Regions from separate parts of the Mus musculus genome. Here region 2 is linked to region 1. The links are chromatin contacts, called in public HiChIP or PLAC-seq maps. All regions are on one chromosome and are shown on one strand. The core of a region is the stretch at or near the end of the contact, and the rest is flanking DNA. Distances in the headings are between cores, read along the strand shown. Region 1 overlaps Gm31096 (a long non-coding RNA gene). Region 2 has its middle 27 kb from the start of Gm31419.

The links. HiChIP or PLAC-seq counts read pairs in DNA pulled down with a chosen protein or histone mark.
Region 2: an H3K27ac HiChIP or PLAC-seq map of heart atrium shows a contact between it and region 1, with 6 times the contacts expected there. The contact joins two enhancer-like sites.

The regions. Positions count from the first base shown.
Region 1 is chr3:85,114,860-85,118,121 of GRCm38.p6, forward strand. Gm31096 (a long non-coding RNA gene) reads right to left here. Exons shown (of 2, transcript XR_003954509.1): 2 at 1-495. Among named protein-coding and RNA genes, the nearest start is that of Gm31096, 5.5 kb to the right of the region's middle. Within about 2 kb of position 1,427, at least 19 of the 459 cell types and tissues checked have an H3K27ac peak or open chromatin away from gene starts, as enhancers often do. A contact at or near this core is called in heart atrium, where this site is marked.
Region 2 is chr3:85,516,817-85,520,181 of GRCm38.p6, forward strand. No RefSeq gene overlaps it. Among named protein-coding and RNA genes, the nearest start is that of Gm31419, 27 kb to the left of the region's middle. Within about 2 kb of position 2,010, at least 13 of the 459 cell types and tissues checked have an H3K27ac peak or open chromatin away from gene starts, as enhancers often do. A contact at or near this core is called in heart atrium, where this site is marked.

The DNA of each region.
Region 1 (3,262 bases), core at 177-2,676:
TGTTCTGTAATTCTCTTTGCAGACCAGGCTGGCCTCAAACCTATAGAGATCCTCCTGCCTCTGTCTTCCAAGTGCTGGGATTAAAGGTGTGCACCACCACACCCTGCGTAAAAGGTTCTTACACCTTAAAAATGTAAAAATAATTTAAATTGAGAAATCAATTTTAGCTTTCTGACTATAAAACAGTATTCTGTTTAGATTCGACCTGAGGGCCGTGGTAGGCCAACTCCTACTATGGACAGCAGCTTGGAGCTGGCAGGTGGAAATGCTCTGGACTCTCTGAATTCAAACAGGTTAGGGAGAGGAGCCCAGCAGTCCAGGGCTGCTCCACAGAAGTTTCTCTGGTTAGAACCTCTTAGCCAGGGGCACAGGCATTGTCTGTGGGGATGCAGGGATGGCGGAGGCACACCAGGTGACTTGGAAAGCTTTTCCTCCACTTCTCATGATTCCATGCAGTGACTCCCTGGGCTTTAGAAGAAAACCACAAGAGCTGAACTGATTGGAGGGAAGGTCATTCAGAATTTGCAAAAGAAAAAAAAAAGTCTGAGTTATAAAACGGTTTATAAGAAATGATGCTTCATTGCGTTCAAGGACATTCGGCAATCAAACGAACACTTAACAAAGGGCTGTCAATAATCCATTTGAATTGCACTTCGTATTTGTCAAAGTGCTTTCCAGTACATTATCCCCATTGATCTGGCCAGGCACCCTAGGAGGCAGATAGCCCCATTTTACAGGAGAGGTCACCGTGAACACCTTCACTGAAGGCAGTGGCTCAGAAGGGCTATGGACTCTGCCTTGTAGCCTCCATGACCTGATACAAATGGTGACTTCATATTATGTACATCTATAGCACTAACTCAAGCTTATTTTTAACCCCTGTGAATCTCCTAGACACATGGCCACCTAGCCAGATCAGCATGAGGAATTCATCACACAGCACTAATGAAACACCGAGAGAATTCATGGAGAGTCCTTCCCAGGTCTGAAGGAGGAAAGGTATATCTCAAATGATAAAGGTTTTTTTCCAGGCTTGAGTTTGTTTTTCTTCTGCTAACTTCGTAATTGGGAGGAAGCTCGATACTGAGGGAAGGCACCTCCAGCTTCTGAGCTGTGCTTTCCCTTTGCCTATCACAGCAAGTGTGGCCTGGGGGACATGGTGCACTGCCAGGCAGCCAGCCAGCCAGCCCTAGTGAACTGGGGGGACAAGCCTGTTCTTCTTACCTCCCAGCTCGGGTCTCTCATCAGCATTTCTCTGCCAAATTGGGCTTTGGCACACCTAAAGATGCCTTGGCAAACTTTGCTAATTTCCCAAGAGCAACTTCCTGGTTCTTAATTAGGCCTTTTATTCCTCGATGTCTATATTTAACTGTGCTCCGTTAATGCTGACCTCTTTTGGACAGTGCCAAGAACGTCAGGGAGGTGGCAGTTGAGTCTAGACAGGGCAATTATTCAGATATCTAAGCTCCCCCAACTCATTCTTACAGTGTTACCCCAGGAGGAGACAGTCAGTCACTGAGGGACGCCTTCCTGGGCTCATTAAATAACCACTCTATCTTTCTCTCCACTGTGCCCGGGGAGGCAGAGATCGGCAGTAACCAATGGTGGAGAGTGAGCCAGCTGCAAGATGTCACCCTAGAGCTCAGAGGGACAGAGCATGGAGCACAGAGGGGGAGGTGGGGGTTGAAAAGAAAAAGTCTTTGAGAAAGGCTCTTGATGGTGCAAGGAAACCACAAGGCTATTCATCCCTCCTCGTCTGTAAAATTGGAAATAGCTTAACTTTCTGTGGCAGGAGGCATGGATCCATAGAGCCTGCTGTATTCACACAACGGGGCACAGCTGAGGTGTAAGAAGACAGGTGAAGGAGAGTCATGTGTATCAGCACAGAGAACCCTGAAAACATGGTGGAGCCTCCAAAGTAAGTCACACAGGGTGCTAAGGATATGAAAATATTTGCCAAATTATCAAGTGGCTTGGTAATGATGCTGTATCTTATTTATGGGTAACATGCATGTGCCGCAAGTATTTTTTAAATTATGATAATTAAAATACCTCCAAAGCTGTCCATCCCTTTCTTTTTCTTTTAGAAGAGAAGAGACAGATCAGTGATCAAACAAGAGATAAAGACACAAACTTTTTTTAAAAAGAAAATAAAATGCATGACAATGTCACCAAAGGAGGGAGATCTGTTTACTAGTAGCGTCATAATACTAATACTGTTGACAGATGAGCAGGCTCAGCTCTACACTATGGCCCACAGAAGTCCGAGAAGCTCTTTCTCAGAGACTGCCATTCAGGCAAAGCTGGATCCTTGGCGACACCACGTGAGGAGAGTTCCTGGTGAGCTGGTACAAAGCAGAAGTGGACCCTTTGAGAATAGAGAGAGAGATGTGGGCAGTCCGTTCAGTGTGGCATCTGGGAAGAGGGAACCTCATCTGAGAAAAGGCCTCCATCGGATTGCCCTGTAGGAAAACCTGTGGGGGGGATTTTTCTTGATTAATGATTGTTTGGGAGCCTAGCCCGCTGTGGGTAGAATCATCTGTGGGGAAGATGGTCCTGGGTTGAATAAGAAGGCAGGTTGAGCAAGCCAGGGGGGAGCAAGCCAGTAAACAGCACCCCTCCATGGTCTTTGTTTTAGTTTCTGCCTCTAGTTTTTTGGCCTGCTTGGATTCCTACCTTGGGGTCCATAACCAATGAACTGTGATCCGGACGTGAAAGCCAAATGAAACCTTTGCTCCCCAAGTTGCTTTTGGTCACAGTGTTTTATCACAGCAATAGGAAGCAGACTAGAAATGGACAGGAAAATAATGAGGCACACCGGAGAGGGTGAGCATGGGCTTCTCAAAGAAGAATTGCTCTTCAGTGTGTCCAAATATATGCCGTTCTGGTGGCTCTCAAGTTACAGCCCAGAGTAGCTAGGACATTTTTGTCCCCTCCCTCTTTTTACAAGTGAGATCATTGTATGGTTTTGGGTTGTCTTAGATGGGATTACAGTTAATAAGATAAAGCCAGGGACCACCGGGGTTGCACAAGAGGGTTGGGAAATGTCCTGTCACTACAACAGAGGTTGCTAGTGACAGTCACTGTTGAGATAAGAGAGATAGAGTTCTTACCATGAACCCCCAAAGCAACTGGGCCTGCCAATCATGAGCTGAAGTCTATGAAACTTGTGACGCCCCAAAACTCCCTTTCCTCCTTTTAAGCCTCAAGCATCGAGAACAGAGTAATACAGGGGCCGGTGACTTTTGTCCTCTGAGTTGGT
Region 2 (3,365 bases), core at 760-3,259, 400 kb after region 1:
CTGGGTTCTTCAGCTGGCCACACCTCACTCTCTAATCTCCACCCCCCCAACTCTCCCACCCCATGAAGGGCCTGAACATCATTGAGAAGTATGCAAACACCAGCAGTATTTGTACATCTGGGTAATACATCAAGTATCAGGAGGTGTCTCCAGGCATGAGTTACAAGGCCTCTAAAAGCAATGAGTCTTTTATGGGGTTGTAGATAATGGTGATTTTCCGTAAATCCTGCCAGAGCCACACAATAGGCCAAGAGCAATTAACATTAATTAAATGATCCCCATAAAGAGGTTGCTTTGCTGACACGTTGATAACCTCTAAATGCTCTTAGCGGGTTCACATTCTTAAAGGTGTCTCTATAGCCGTACCAGGGACTCCGAAGGCTTCTGTTGCCCCAGACGGTTGCACACACGAGCGCTCCACTCAGCTGCAAAGACAGTCCTAAGGGCATCCAGTCAGCACACGAAAGGTGTGCCTAAGACTCCAGAGACAATGTTGAAACAAGGTTCTGATTTGGTAGATCAAGGGGCCTGGGAGTCTGAATTTTTTACAAGTTCCTTTACTGGGGATACTAGCCTGTTCTACTCAGCCAAACACTTTGAAAAGCAATTCTGCACAGAAGTTTTGCAAACAGCCCTTCTTAGCTGCCTAGAGAGGTGACCCAGAACATCTGGGGCATTCCAATACACTGACCTTTCTACCCTGCCTGCTTGCTATTCCTTTCACATTCATTTGTTGGTTGGTGGGCAGGGCTTAGGGGCACACATACACCACACACGTTGAGATCATGAAGAACTTGGGAAGTTGGTTCCTTCTGCCCCTGAAATGGGTTCCAGGCATCGAACTTAGGTCATTGGGCTTGGCAGCAGTAGCTCTAGCACTGAGCCACTTTGCCAGTGCCGCTGTCTGGCTTTTCCAATCCCAGAGAGGGGAAGCTGGTGAGCATAGGGCGGGCAGAACATTGTGAAGACAGTGGTCTCAGAGCCATCCCAGAACTGGAAGCTTCTGATGAGAGGAGAAGACATGGAGACCTTCTCAGGATCTGTGAGTCCAGGGACACATCCAGCCTTCGACCTCTGCATTCTGTATCTACTGTTTTTTGAGAAGTTACCTGGGAGAAGTTACCATTATAAGGAACTGGAGGTAGGTCTCTTTTCCAAGATGAAAGAATTAGAGGTCAGAATATGAGTCTCTGTGGTAGAGCCAGGACCCCTGTCCCTAGACAAAGCTCACCACCCCCATCCCCATTACACTGTGGGGCACAAAAGCAGGCTCTGGACTGTACAACTGCCACATAGCCAATGATGAGGCCTAGGGTGGGAAGGTCTCAGGGTGGACAGAGAGGTGGGAAGAATGTGAACTGTGGAGCAGTGGGGACTAGAAAGAGCCAAACACTTGAAGAACAGCCCAGGAAATTCTGGCAGGGACTTATTGACTATGGAGTGGTGACAGCCTTGAGGAGGTGACCCAAGTGTGGCAGCCAACAGAAGGAAAGTGCCTCTAGTCAGGTGGGTTGAGAGTTTATAGATAATCATGCAGGGGACTTTAGGAAGCTATCTGAGTCCTGCCCAGGGAGCAGGTATGAGGCTGCAACAGGCTATAAAAACTCAGGCCAGTGCATTATGAAACTGTACTTCCCTACTATAGCAGCGTGGCCATAGGAAGCACTAGGAGCCATGTGTGTCTGTGGACGGCTTCCATTTTAACTCAGTAACGATTGGGACTGAAATTAGAAGCATGTCCCAGGTCCACAGAGAGTATATGTACAGTAACCCAGCAGCAATCTCCTGGTCCAAGACAAATTCAATCTGGAAAATATGGAGGAAAGGGAAAGAGGATGGTTCACTCCAGTACAGGAGAGATCGTAGACAAGGAAGTCACCAGAGAAGGGGGAACAGGAGGCTTTACACAGAGAATTCTTGGGTTTCCTCAGAGACTGCAGTCATCTGACCGAGAGATGTGCCCTTGGGCTTGTGGCCTTCCTTTCTCTTTGCTCTGACACCCTTCCTCTGCAGCATTTGCAGGGCAAGCCAAGCCAAGCCTGCTATTTATAGAGCGAGAGCAATTTTACCACAGGGTGTGGGGTTTAATTTAAAAAGACGTCAAGGAGCGAGGGGCAGATGGCTGAGCAGGCAGCGCCTCTCATTGACCTTGACAGGGCCTACTGCAATTGCTTCAGCTTTAGGGACTCTGACGTGGGCTCTGAGGATGATCCCCACACGGGGAAGCTCTTTGGGGAAGGAAGAATAAATCGATATACCAAATACCCTGCTTTTTGATTTCTAATTGATCTCTGATCAGCTTGGGAGATGACACTGGCTGTCAGTTTAAGGGGTCTTTTCTGAAAAGCTCTTCATCTAGACAGACTCTGTTATGTGTCATAGGGTATTAGATATGAAAGATCCCAAACTAAAGGATAGGAGGAGGAGGAGGAGGAGGAGGAGGAGGAGGAGGAGGAGGAGGAGGAGGAGGAGGGAGGAAAATGTCTTTCAACCCATAGAGAAGGAATGAGCAGTCTTTGCTTACTCCACTCTCCCTCCCCATAAGAGTCAGCAAACCACCTTTTAGGGCTCCCTTTATCTTATTATTTTGTTGATTTCGCGAGGACATCATAATAAGACAACAAATACTGCTTGGCCAACCATAAATGTAGTCTTCAAGGGCCTTGTTTCTTCTGAACACATTGGGAATCCTTCCTTGCCTCTACACAGCTTCTAGTGCAGTGATTCTTAGCCCTATGGGTCATGCCCACTTTAGTGGTTGCTTTTAATATAGCCTGCATATCAGATATTTACATTATGATTCACGGCAGGATCAAAATTACACTTATGAAGGAGCCAAGAAATAATGTTATGGCCGGGGCATTAGGAAGGCTGAGAACCACTGTTCCAGTGGTTTGCTCATAATCCTGGACACTCCTTGGATTGTAGCTGCAAACTTCAGTCTCTGCCTTCTTTGTCACATAGTCATCTCTCTGTTCCTCTGTGGTCCTGGCTGGTCTAGGCCTGTTAGAGTTCCACCTGCCTCTGTCCCCGAAGTGCTGGGGTTAAAGGTGTGCCCCACTAAACTCAGCTTCTTCTCTTACAAGGACACTCACTGGTCACAGTGGGTTGCACCTACCCCATACTGCTACGATCTTATCTCAACTAATGGTACCTCAGCAATCCTGCTTCCAAATAGGACTGAATTCTCGGGTATTGGGAGTGAGGACTTCAACAGAGGGGATTGATTGGCTCCAATAGTGCCCACAGGTACAAAATTTACTTGGCTCGTTCCCTTGGTTGTAAGAAAAAGTTAAAATATATTGATAGCCAAGCTTTCCTCGTACCATGAAAACTCCTACAATCAGACCCGGTAGAATTAGCCC